2 separate regions of the Anas platyrhynchos genome follow, and region 2 is linked to region 1. Evidence: chromatin contacts called from public Hi-C data. All regions are on one chromosome and are shown on one strand. The core of a region is the stretch at or near the end of the contact, and the rest is flanking DNA. Distances in the headings are between cores, read along the strand shown. Region 1 overlaps STN1 (STN1 subunit of CST complex). Region 2 overlaps SLK (STE20 like kinase).

Evidence for each region. A called contact is a pair of places that touch in the nucleus more often than the background predicts.
Region 2: a Hi-C map of F5 follicle shows a contact between it and region 1, with 3 times the contacts expected there. The contact joins two enhancer-like sites. A contact is called at or near these places in 4 of 8 Hi-C or Micro-C datasets (F5 follicle, liver, skeletal muscle and 1 more).

Annotation. Positions count from the first base shown.
Region 1 is chr6:28,945,219-28,950,209 of IASCAAS_PekinDuck_T2T, reverse strand. STN1 (STN1 subunit of CST complex) reads left to right here. Exons shown (of 10, transcript XM_027459906.3): 8 at 3,424-3,546; 9 at 4,150-4,222. Among named protein-coding and RNA genes, the nearest start is that of SH3PXD2A, 16 kb to the right of the region's middle. Within about 2 kb of position 2,414, at least 2 of the 8 cell types and tissues checked have an H3K27ac peak or open chromatin away from gene starts, as enhancers often do. A contact at or near this core is called in F5 follicle, where this site is marked.
Region 2 is chr6:29,012,923-29,017,929 of IASCAAS_PekinDuck_T2T, reverse strand. It overlaps SLK (STE20 like kinase), which reads right to left. Exons shown (of 19, transcript XM_027459886.3): 9 at 3,722-5,007; 10 at 2,293-2,423; 11 at 1,897-2,020; 12 at 1,494-1,673. Among named protein-coding and RNA genes, the nearest start is that of SLK, 33 kb to the right of the region's middle. Within about 2 kb of position 3,094, at least 1 of the 8 cell types and tissues checked has an H3K27ac peak or open chromatin away from gene starts, as enhancers often do. A contact at or near this core is called in F5 follicle, where this site is marked.

The DNA of each region.
Region 1 (4,991 bases), core at 1,165-3,664:
GGGGTGTGCTTTGCAAAAGTGATGAATGATTTGAGGGTGGTCCTGTGCTTGGATGTCCAGCTTCATTTATTTAAAAGGGACCTGATTTGAGAGGGACAGGGAGAACCCCTGCTGTCAGCACTTGAGGGAACCTGAAACTTAAGGCATGCTTGAAGGGAGACACTTTGAAAAATGACTTGTGAATGTTGCGAGAGGGAAATTGAAAATCCAGATTCAAATCTCACTAGTGCTTAAGATCAGCTTTTAAACTACCTAATACCTGCAAATGCTTTGAATTTCTTGGATAATAAGCTTTGTAAAAGTAAAGTGATGGTTGTTAAGCTGTGATTTGGAAGGAGCTATGTTAACACCTATAAGCGCATCTTTGTAACTGTTGAAATGCAAGCATTTCTCCATCTCCTCCTGAAATAAAAGCAGAAATGTGAAATCAGGTAGGATTTTATTGTCCCAAATTTCTTCTGCCTTCGTTCAGCCTCCTCTAGATCTCTGCTAAGAAGGCAAAATCACAAACTTCGGTGTACACTGGCTCTCAGGGGATTGTGCAAGTCCAGAAGAAAAGAGGGTCTGGTTTGGCATAAAAGAAAGGTGAGGTATTAGGGAGACGGGCTATTGACTTTTGGACTTGCAGGACGAGAAATTGGAGATGTTTTGGGTGGACCAAAAAAACAGATCAAATAACTTTAGGTGGTGTTCACAAAGAACTTTGTCAAATTGTTGATTTACTCAGAGGGCGAGAGAGGCAGAAGCATGTTCTAGAGCATGCTAGAAAACAAAAACACAAAAACTTTTCCCATTATTTCAGGATAATATTAAAGTCTCTGGATAGGGGAAGAGCCTTCATCTGTTTTTCGGAGGTAATTCTCCCACAGAGACCTTTTTTTCAGACTCTGCAGCACATATGAGAGGGTGCTGATATGTAGCAGCTTCTTCCTTATTTTCTCACTCCCAAGTCTGCCTCTCTGCCTTCTCTGTCAATCTCTTGACTTACTTTCTTAGTGATTCTGTTTCAGTATCCATCCAGGCAGAGCTGTGTGTCAGTTCACACGGAGCCTGTTTTTAATTATCTCCCTTTTCTGACGGGATCTCAGTGTTAAGCCAAACTGAATAATTATCCTGCTTCTTTGGAGATATTTTTATCTTTTTTCCCCTCGCCAAATGTTTGCTTTCACATTAAAAATTGATCTGAGTCTTGAGGTGGTTGCTTTGCTAGCAGTTTCTTTAGATTCCTGCATTTGTTAGAGGCAAAGCCTCTTCATTTTAGGTACAGCGATGTGAATGTGCTTTTCACAGGATGGTTGAGGTTGAAAGGGGCCTCTGGAGATCACCTAGTCCAGCTCCCCTGCCAAGCAGGATCACCTAGAGCACATTGGCAGGATGGCATCCAGGTGGGTTTTGAATACCTCCAGAGTAAGAGACTCCATGGGCAACCTGTTCCAGTGCTCTGCTCAGTCACCCTCACAGCAAACAAGAGTTTTCTCATATTCAGCTGGAAATTCTGTATTTCAGTTTGTGCCCATTGCCTCTTGTCCTGAAGAAAAAAAAAATAATTAAGAGAAAGTATTCACTCTTCACTTACAAAGCAAATAAACAAAATCCCTTTCTTCTATATTTTGTTTGTTTCTTCAGTTCATAAGAAGCAGCACTATAAAGTATGATGGAGGTATTAATGGTGTGAGGGGAATGGTGTCCAGATGTAAGGTCAGGTTTGTAGTTAAAAATAGTGTCTGTAGTTGTACTGGTACAGCTGTGGTGGACAGGGGACAAGCAAACATTCAAACACTAAAATCCTTCTGTAACAGGAGAAAACTTGAAGCCAAATAAAGACAGAATAATAGCTATTCTTCTGTGGTAATTGCCTTGGACTACAAGGTAATTATTTTTGACTAACGATTTGAGAGGAAAAAGATTGCTGTTGTTGGACAGAAAGAAAGAGTGAGAGAGCTGTGATTATGGCCTGCTGAAACATTGAGGGGAAGGGTGTGGAGAAAGCTGTAGAGCGTGCCAATGCCAATATCTCTGTTGGATCTCCTAAACCATTCCTGGTGAGGCATGTCAATTCCCAGGCTTACAGCTAGTCCGAGTTGGACTTGAGCCTTACAAATGGATGGAAGTAATGCTTTGTGAAGGGACGTTCTTTCGTTACCAACCTGGTGTCTGTCACCACGTGTCCATGTGAGTTCACTCTGGTGCACGGTGGTTGCTTGATTCACTCCCAGTATTTCTGTGAGTTCCCCTGGTGAATGAAGTAGGATACACGAAGGCTGATACTTCTGCTCAGGACAGGATGGGAGCGTTTATGGTGGCAGATGAAGAAAGGGCTTGGCAACTCTTGCTTTGGTTGCTCTGGTGTGGTCTGGTTCCATTCATCACATGTTCGCTTGTGGGAAGCAGTTCAGCTCTGCTCTCAAAGGAAACCACAGGGAGCACAGAGTGTTCCCAACAGATGTGGAAACAACAATTGGGGAATTGAAGCAGCCTTTGTAGATAAATGGAAGGTTGAAACAGCGGGACAGATAAAGATGGGAAAGAATGTAATGGTCTAGCTCTTATCTGCCCATACATTCTCCTCTCCACAGCTGATTCTTTATTTCCTTCAACTTCCCCAGCTGTCATTCCACTGTCTTAGCTCTGCTCTATCTCCAAACAAACCCTGCTTTTCCTTTTTTTTTTTTTCTTACTTCCTACTCTGCTAGCAGTGTCCTGAACCCTTCACAAGAGACTTTTTTCCCACCTGCCTTCTAGCCTTCATCCTTTGTTTCCCTATCTCATATATCTATCTTAATTTCTTGCACGCTCTTTCTCCTGACATTTCATTAGGGCTGTGGAGAGACTCTTAAAACCGTGACTAAAATACTTGTAAAAATTTGGAAAGCAGGGGACAAGAAACAAATATTATTCTTACCAGTTTCCTTCTTTTCTTTGGACACAGCCTCAGTTTGGTATCAGGAGATGGAGATCCAATTCCTAGCACTTGGATTCCTCTTGAATATCACCCTACAAAGCGCTGATCTTTGCTTCTTTCCATATACCCCTCACTCCCAGAAAACAACATAGAAATACCATCAAAGCAGTCAAATTCTCTGTAAGCATCATAGGCCTATTCCAAAAGAAGGGGGCTTTCAGTACATAATCACATAGCTGCAAACAGCAGTTAGGAGATTGTACAATTCTGACGAAACCACAAGCTTCTGATATTTATATTTTTTTAAAGACTGAGGTGTTGGTTAGTTCATATGTAACTGATGAAGTTAACAGGTTGGTTTGCATGTAACAAATAAGATTTGTGATTTACCAAATAAAGAAAAATGTGGAACAAAATGACGTGAAGTTCTCTTGCTCTTGAAATTTTCTGGAGCTTTTGCCATCAGCTTTAGTTGGGCTGAGATTTCTCACCATTTGCTGTGTACATTTCTTCCCATCCAGGTGAATTCAAAACCTGACTCCAGCTCCAAAAGGATTCACAGTGTTTTTAAGGAAGCAATAAAGATGCTACAAGAAGAAGGAGTGGTTTTCCAGAAACCTAGTAGCTCCAAGGACTTGTACCATGTAAGGAATTGAGCTGTGATTGCAAACATATTCAATGCTTTGACTATTTCATAGTTTCAGAGTAGAAATATTTCAGGAAGAGAAGCTGGACCTCCAAGTGCTGTCTGTTTATTCCAAAGGCTTATCTACGTCTTTCTTTACTATTACTTATACCTCTCTGTCACCTACCAAGCTGATCTTCTTGTAACTCAGTGCCAGTCTTCAGCACTGCTGCTGTTCTAGGTGCAGTCTGTGTTCAACCTGGGTTGCTTAACTGTATGCTGATGCGACAGAGCACACTGAAGACTGGGACAGGTCTCTGTCAGGTTTAGGTTAAAACTCAGTGTTCTGTTGAGTTGGATGCCCTCTTTTGGGTTGATTCTGGTATCTTATGTTCTTCTCCTAACTCCTGAATGCTGCTAACATTGCTCAAAAGATAACTGAAGATTTAACATGCATTATTTATCTTGGAGGCAGCATATCTTGCTGACTGTAGTTATGACAATGTAAGTTTAGAATACGTTGTGGCCTTGATGTATGGCCATGATACATCCTTTTTAACATCCGCTCCATTTACTGTGAAATAGACTACTATAAATTGCCATTTTTTTCCGTTACCTCCAGGTGACTGACTATGATAAGGACCTGCTTAAAGTGACCCTCGATGTGGTTAAAGAGGACTGCCGAAAACCCAGGCGTAAGTACTGGTGTGGTCAGGTTTCTGGTGAGCTATGAGCTGGTGCTGATACTTTGATGACAATCTCTCCTGCTGCTGCTGGATTAGGTACACTTCCTGTCCTTACCCTTAAACTCGAAGCTAAATTACTTGTGTAGCTCATCAGAGTAGCTAAAAGCAGAAGTGCAGGAGCAGCTTCCTATGAGCAGAGAGAGAGAGTGAGAGAGCACATGTGCCTAGCATGAAGCAACCTCGCAGATCTGAAATGAGCAGCCATTATCTAAGATCTGTATCTTTTCAGTGTACATAAATTTTGGGAGGAACCAAATGCAATGAGGTTAGGTCAGCAACTAATAGCAGTTGCTCTGCACTTCGGGTAGGTGGCAGATCTTGCTAGGTCAGTTTCTACATGGGAGCTGACACAAAAGCGGTAGTGCAGAAAAGTGAAATCCTCACCTCCATTAAGCCAACAGTAACATTCACTTATGTCAGTAGGGTATTCTCTGTAGGTTTTAAGCAAGTGCAGAGTTCGAGTGGCTGTTCTTTACAGGTAGGGATTTCAGTCTAACAAAATCCACTTCATTTCATGTAATATACCTCGTCTGACTTCGGAATTACCCTGTTCCTGAAGCATATGGTGTCTTATTGCCATTACAAAAGGTAGTGCTTGCCTTGAGTGGCTGCTAATTGCACAGGTACATTGATACAGAGTTTGTCAATGCATTGGGCTGAACATGTTAGCATGGATCACTTGCTGCTGGAGTGCAGCTAGTTGTGGGGTAAAATGTAG
Region 2 (5,007 bases), core at 1,845-4,344, 67 kb before region 1:
GAAGCAAATAAAATATTAATGGTCGTAAATGTTCAGTTCTGAAGAATTTAAAAGCAAAAACCATCCGTAACTGATTATGTTTTTAAGAAACTTTTCATTACACATATGCTGAACTGGAACATTTGTTTCAGTTCAACATGAGTTAGACTAGATGAGTAGAAATATTCTAAATATAACCTGGCTAAATCAGCTGAATATGAATCTGTTATTTTGCTGGTTGTTGTTTTTTTTTGTGTTTTTTTTTTTCCCCCCCTCACTTGCGAATTACAAACCTTAACACTGCAAACACCTCAATATAACAATGGGAAGTTTGAGAGCACCAGCTGCATTTTCCTTCAAACTGTAAATCGCCTTCTGAAGTTCTAAATACAAAACTATGCACCCAAAGACCAATGCCTATTTGTTTAGTAGTGGAAGCATCATCAGAAAACAGAGTCCAAATCACCACATGCTACTCCTGTTTCCGTGAAAGAACTGCTTTTAGCTCAGAGAAATATATAAAATTCTTCCCGCTTTCCCATGTAGGACCCAATCACCAGTGAGTAGAAAGAGACTCAAAAAATGCAAGAGGTTCCGCAAAAGAAGAAAAATGGTTATTTACATGAGCAGACAGTTCAAATTGAATATATTTTTTCTATGCATTTTTTTTTTTAAACTACAGGATCTTTCTATGCAAAAGCATGGACAGTACAGATTCTAAAAGAAATCTCTGGAAGTCTAATAACTATGAGAGCAAACACTAGAGACATTTATATACAAACAAGCACTATATAGCTGATCTGAAAATGAAATAAAACAGCTATTATGAGGCAAAATCCATAGAGGTACACTGCTCTTATTCTAACGCAAGCAAATCAAAAGCAAAAGGTGTCAGTGTAAAGTGTCACTCACTTTGCCTTAACTGTGCAACACACAAGAAATTAATTGTAAAAGATTTTAGGTCATCAGATTTGTCTCTCTTAGCTCGCCTTTTTGAGTTAAAGAACAAAATCCACCTAACACTTACTATAAAGAAATTCTAAATCACATCAGCAGGCGTTTAATAAAAATCTAATAAATTAACCAAAACTCAGGAATTTAAGTGTTTCTTCTCATTAATGAAGAACATGTTGTTTTCTTTGAAATTCTAATTTGCTAAGTATTTACTAAGTAGTTATAGCTGGTTTGCTTAATATAGCAATCTCAAATATTTTCAGTCTTTAATAAAATACTATATCTTAATCTACTATTTGTAAAAAGAATTATTAAATATTCTGTGAAAAATAGTCTCCTAATTTGATGATATTTTCTACATTAAGTCAATACCCAAATGTTCCTGTTAGCTGTTTGTATTTCACTTTTGGCAGTAAAACAAAAGGAATACCATTGACTACTGTACTCCCTCCACAACTTATTATAGCACGTGAGGCTGATGTGACTTTTAGGAGACCTAACCTCAACCATTTGCTATGGCCATACTCCTTATTTTCTATACCATCATCTTTGTCTCTTACCTCCTTCTTTTTGTTCTTCAGCATGTTCTGGAATTTAGACAATTCTTTCTCCTGTTCTGCTTTGATGCGTTTTGCTTCATCTCGTAAACGATTTGTGTGTTCCTGTTCCAACCGCTCTATTGTCTGCTTCTGCTGCTTCTCTAGATTTTCTATTTCTTGATCATATTGTCGCTTTTTACTCTGTTTAAAAAAAACAAACAAACAAAAAAAAACACCTTCATTTTGTTTACTGGCAAGTGTGTTCTAGCAGACAAGCTTGGCATCCCATAACACAAAAATATTGCCATTAGTAGCAAGAATTAAACTATAGCCATCAAAGAAATGCCCGTAATGCTGTTGTGAGTATTTGGCCTACTCCATCAGGATGTCACATTTTAAGAGCACCAAGATCCAAAAAACTCACTGTCATTTCCTGTTCAAAACGTCTGTACATCTGTTCTCGCTGTTGCAAGAGCTTGTTACTAAGCTGCTGTTGGGCTCTCTGCTCTTCTTTCTGAAGAAGTCTCAGCTCTCTTAGCTCTTGACGCCTAATAATGAAAGAGAACTTTTAATATTGATAGAAAAATAAAAAAAATAATAAAAAAAAAGCATTTACAACTTAGGTCCACTAAAGCTATTTTTGTATCATCTCATCAGGAAACACTCTGCATTCCTTTCTATTTACAAAAATAAACGAAAGCAATGCCAAACATGACAAAAATAAGACCATTACCCCTCTTGCTTTTACTCAATGTGAAAAAAATCAGTTATGTACAAGACAATAAAACCTCCTGTAAAATGTACTTTTACAAAAGCTTACCGTAGAAATCTCATTTCTTCACTTTTTGAGTCATTTTCAGTAACTATTTTTGACGTGGTTACACTCACTTCTACTCCATCAACAACAAACTTCCTAGTTTTCTTTAAAGTTTTCTTCTGTCTTCTAGTTTCCTGAATAAAACATCAGTAAGTTATTCTGTATCTAAGTCATATTCCTTTAACAAAAAAAAAAAAAATTACTTCAAATGTTTGTGTGGAGGGCTGCTGCATATAAATCAGGAGTTCTTGGTTACTGGTTATCACTTAAGTGAGAACTTAGAAAAATTCTCATGTACTGAAACATTCTTTATTCAAAGGAAAACTGATTACTGATAATCTAAATTGCCGTTCAGAGAAAAAGCTAGGTAATCCCTGAATGAAACACTGATGCAGTTTGATTTTCAAGAGCTGAAGAGAGTTGCAAGTATTGTTGGCTTGTGCCTATAATTTTCTCAGTCATAAAAAAAGGTATTTAATTCTGAAAAACAGTACTGAAACTGAATAGCAACTAACTCATCTACTCAATTATTTTTCCTCACACCTTTTAACTAGCAAGCCATTTTGTTGTTCCTTGTTTTTTGTTTTTGGTTTGTTTTTAATTCTTATATGATAGTAACCAACTCATGTGACCTTGCTCACAGAATTGGAAAGATTCCCACTTCTCAAAGCTGCTATTGTTTCATGACAGAACAAAAGAGACCCTGGCAGAAACTTTGTCTCCATTGTGTAAGGGTTTACTGCAAATACACTGAAGTCATGCTAGCATAGCCACGTCCTTTTTGTTGTTGTTTTTCTTCAAACCCGTGATTACACCGTTACTATCGTGGTATGGCAATAATCATATCAGTATAAAGATATAAAGTTCATATTCTGGAACGTGCTTTATGTAAATAAGCTCATTCACCCCAGCATAACTGCATCAATACAGTACAAAGGAGTAGTACAGTGCTTGGCATACACAGACTTGAGAGGCTGTCTGCCTTAGATCTTTTAATTCTAAACAGAGAAACAGAAGATGGAAGTGACAGGAATTCAGCGTGAGACTCAGAGATCTGTCCTGGTAAAGCAGGGATTCTGTGCAGTGTAAGGCACTGAACCAGTCTTCTCGACTACCAGATGTGAACTACAACTACACACAGATCTCCTTGTCTATAACTGTTTGTTATATTTTAATAAGACAGATTAGCATATAATCCTGTAACAAAATAAGAAACTAATTAACAGTTCTGTAGCTACTAGCTTGGCTGCACAACATTCAGACATTACTGAGTGTTCAATTCAGAATATTGCAGTTTATACAAATTTTTAATATTCCATGCTGCCATAGCAGTTCCTCACAGTTTTTCTTAGCAAAGTTTAAACGTGCAGATAGTTTTAGGGCTGCACTCACACAGGGTTTTATATACAAATATATTATTGCTTACACTTACCTGTAGCGATATTGATCCTGTCTCTTTGTTTTTACTAAGGAAACTAGATATTGACAAATTCAAGTCAATGCTGCTGTTATCAGCCGTAGAACCTGTGCCCGAATCCGCATCATTTTCCTTCAGATTCTCAGATTCTAGCTGCTGCAACGTTTCAGTACTGTCTTGATTTTCCATTTTGACCTTTTCATCGTTTTCTTCAGTGCTTATACTAATACTGGGTACTGGAGTGACTTCAGAGTCATCAGCTTGTTCATCGGCAGCATCTTGAAGCTTACTCTTCATTATTTCATCAGAAGTTACTGCCAACTGTTCTTTGTCTCTCTGAATATTGTTTTCCTGGATATTCTCAGGTCTGTGCTCCTCTGATGTTTGGTCCATCTCCATCAGCTTATCCACCGCCTTATCAGAAATAGCCTCAGGCTTGGCCTGCATTGTCTTCTGGCCCATATCATCTTTTCCAGAGTCTTTGCTCTCTGTTTCCTCCATGCTACTTATTTGACAAATATCCTCATTTTCACTTTCTGCCAACTTCTCATCTGCTTTGATCACTTTATCTTGGCTTTCTGATAGAGTTTCTTCAGAGCTGATTATCTCACAGACCTGCTTAGCCTGACTTTCCACAGGCTTATCCGCCATCTCAGGCATTTTATCCCCCTCGATGATCTGTGTTTCAGCAGTACCACCTATCTCCTCAATGTTGTCATTTGCATGCTTTATTAGTTCCTTTTCTTCATCTGACACTTTATCCTCAGCACTAGGTACAGATTCTGTAATGATGTCTGTCACTGCCTCTCCCTGAGCTCCATCTTCCTTTTGCTCTATAGTATTATCTACGGTGACCTTTTCAGTCTTATTTTCTGAGAGATCTATTCTGTTTTCCTCTTCTTTTTCACCAGTCTCCTCAGAAATGGCTTCTCTGATTTCTACCGTATTAGCAGCTGTAGGTATTATTTTAACTTTATCTTCCTCTGTTTGTACATTTCCTATGTCACTTTCTTTCTCTGTTTTTTGGTTCTGTTCATTTACTTCTGGTTTTGTTACTGTATCAAGTTCTTCCCCTCCTTTCTGAGGTTCTGCATTTTCACCTGCTTCTTCCAGACTTTCTGTACTCTTTTCAGCTGGCAATAGTTGGCCTTGCTCAACTTCACCAGTTGGTACAGAACCATTCTGCACTTTCATATCATCAGCAGTAGCATCAGAGATGGTCTCAACCATTTTCCTAACATTAATGCCCTCAGATTCGTCTCCAATTTTTTTATCATCTGGAAATATTGTGCTGTTTTTCT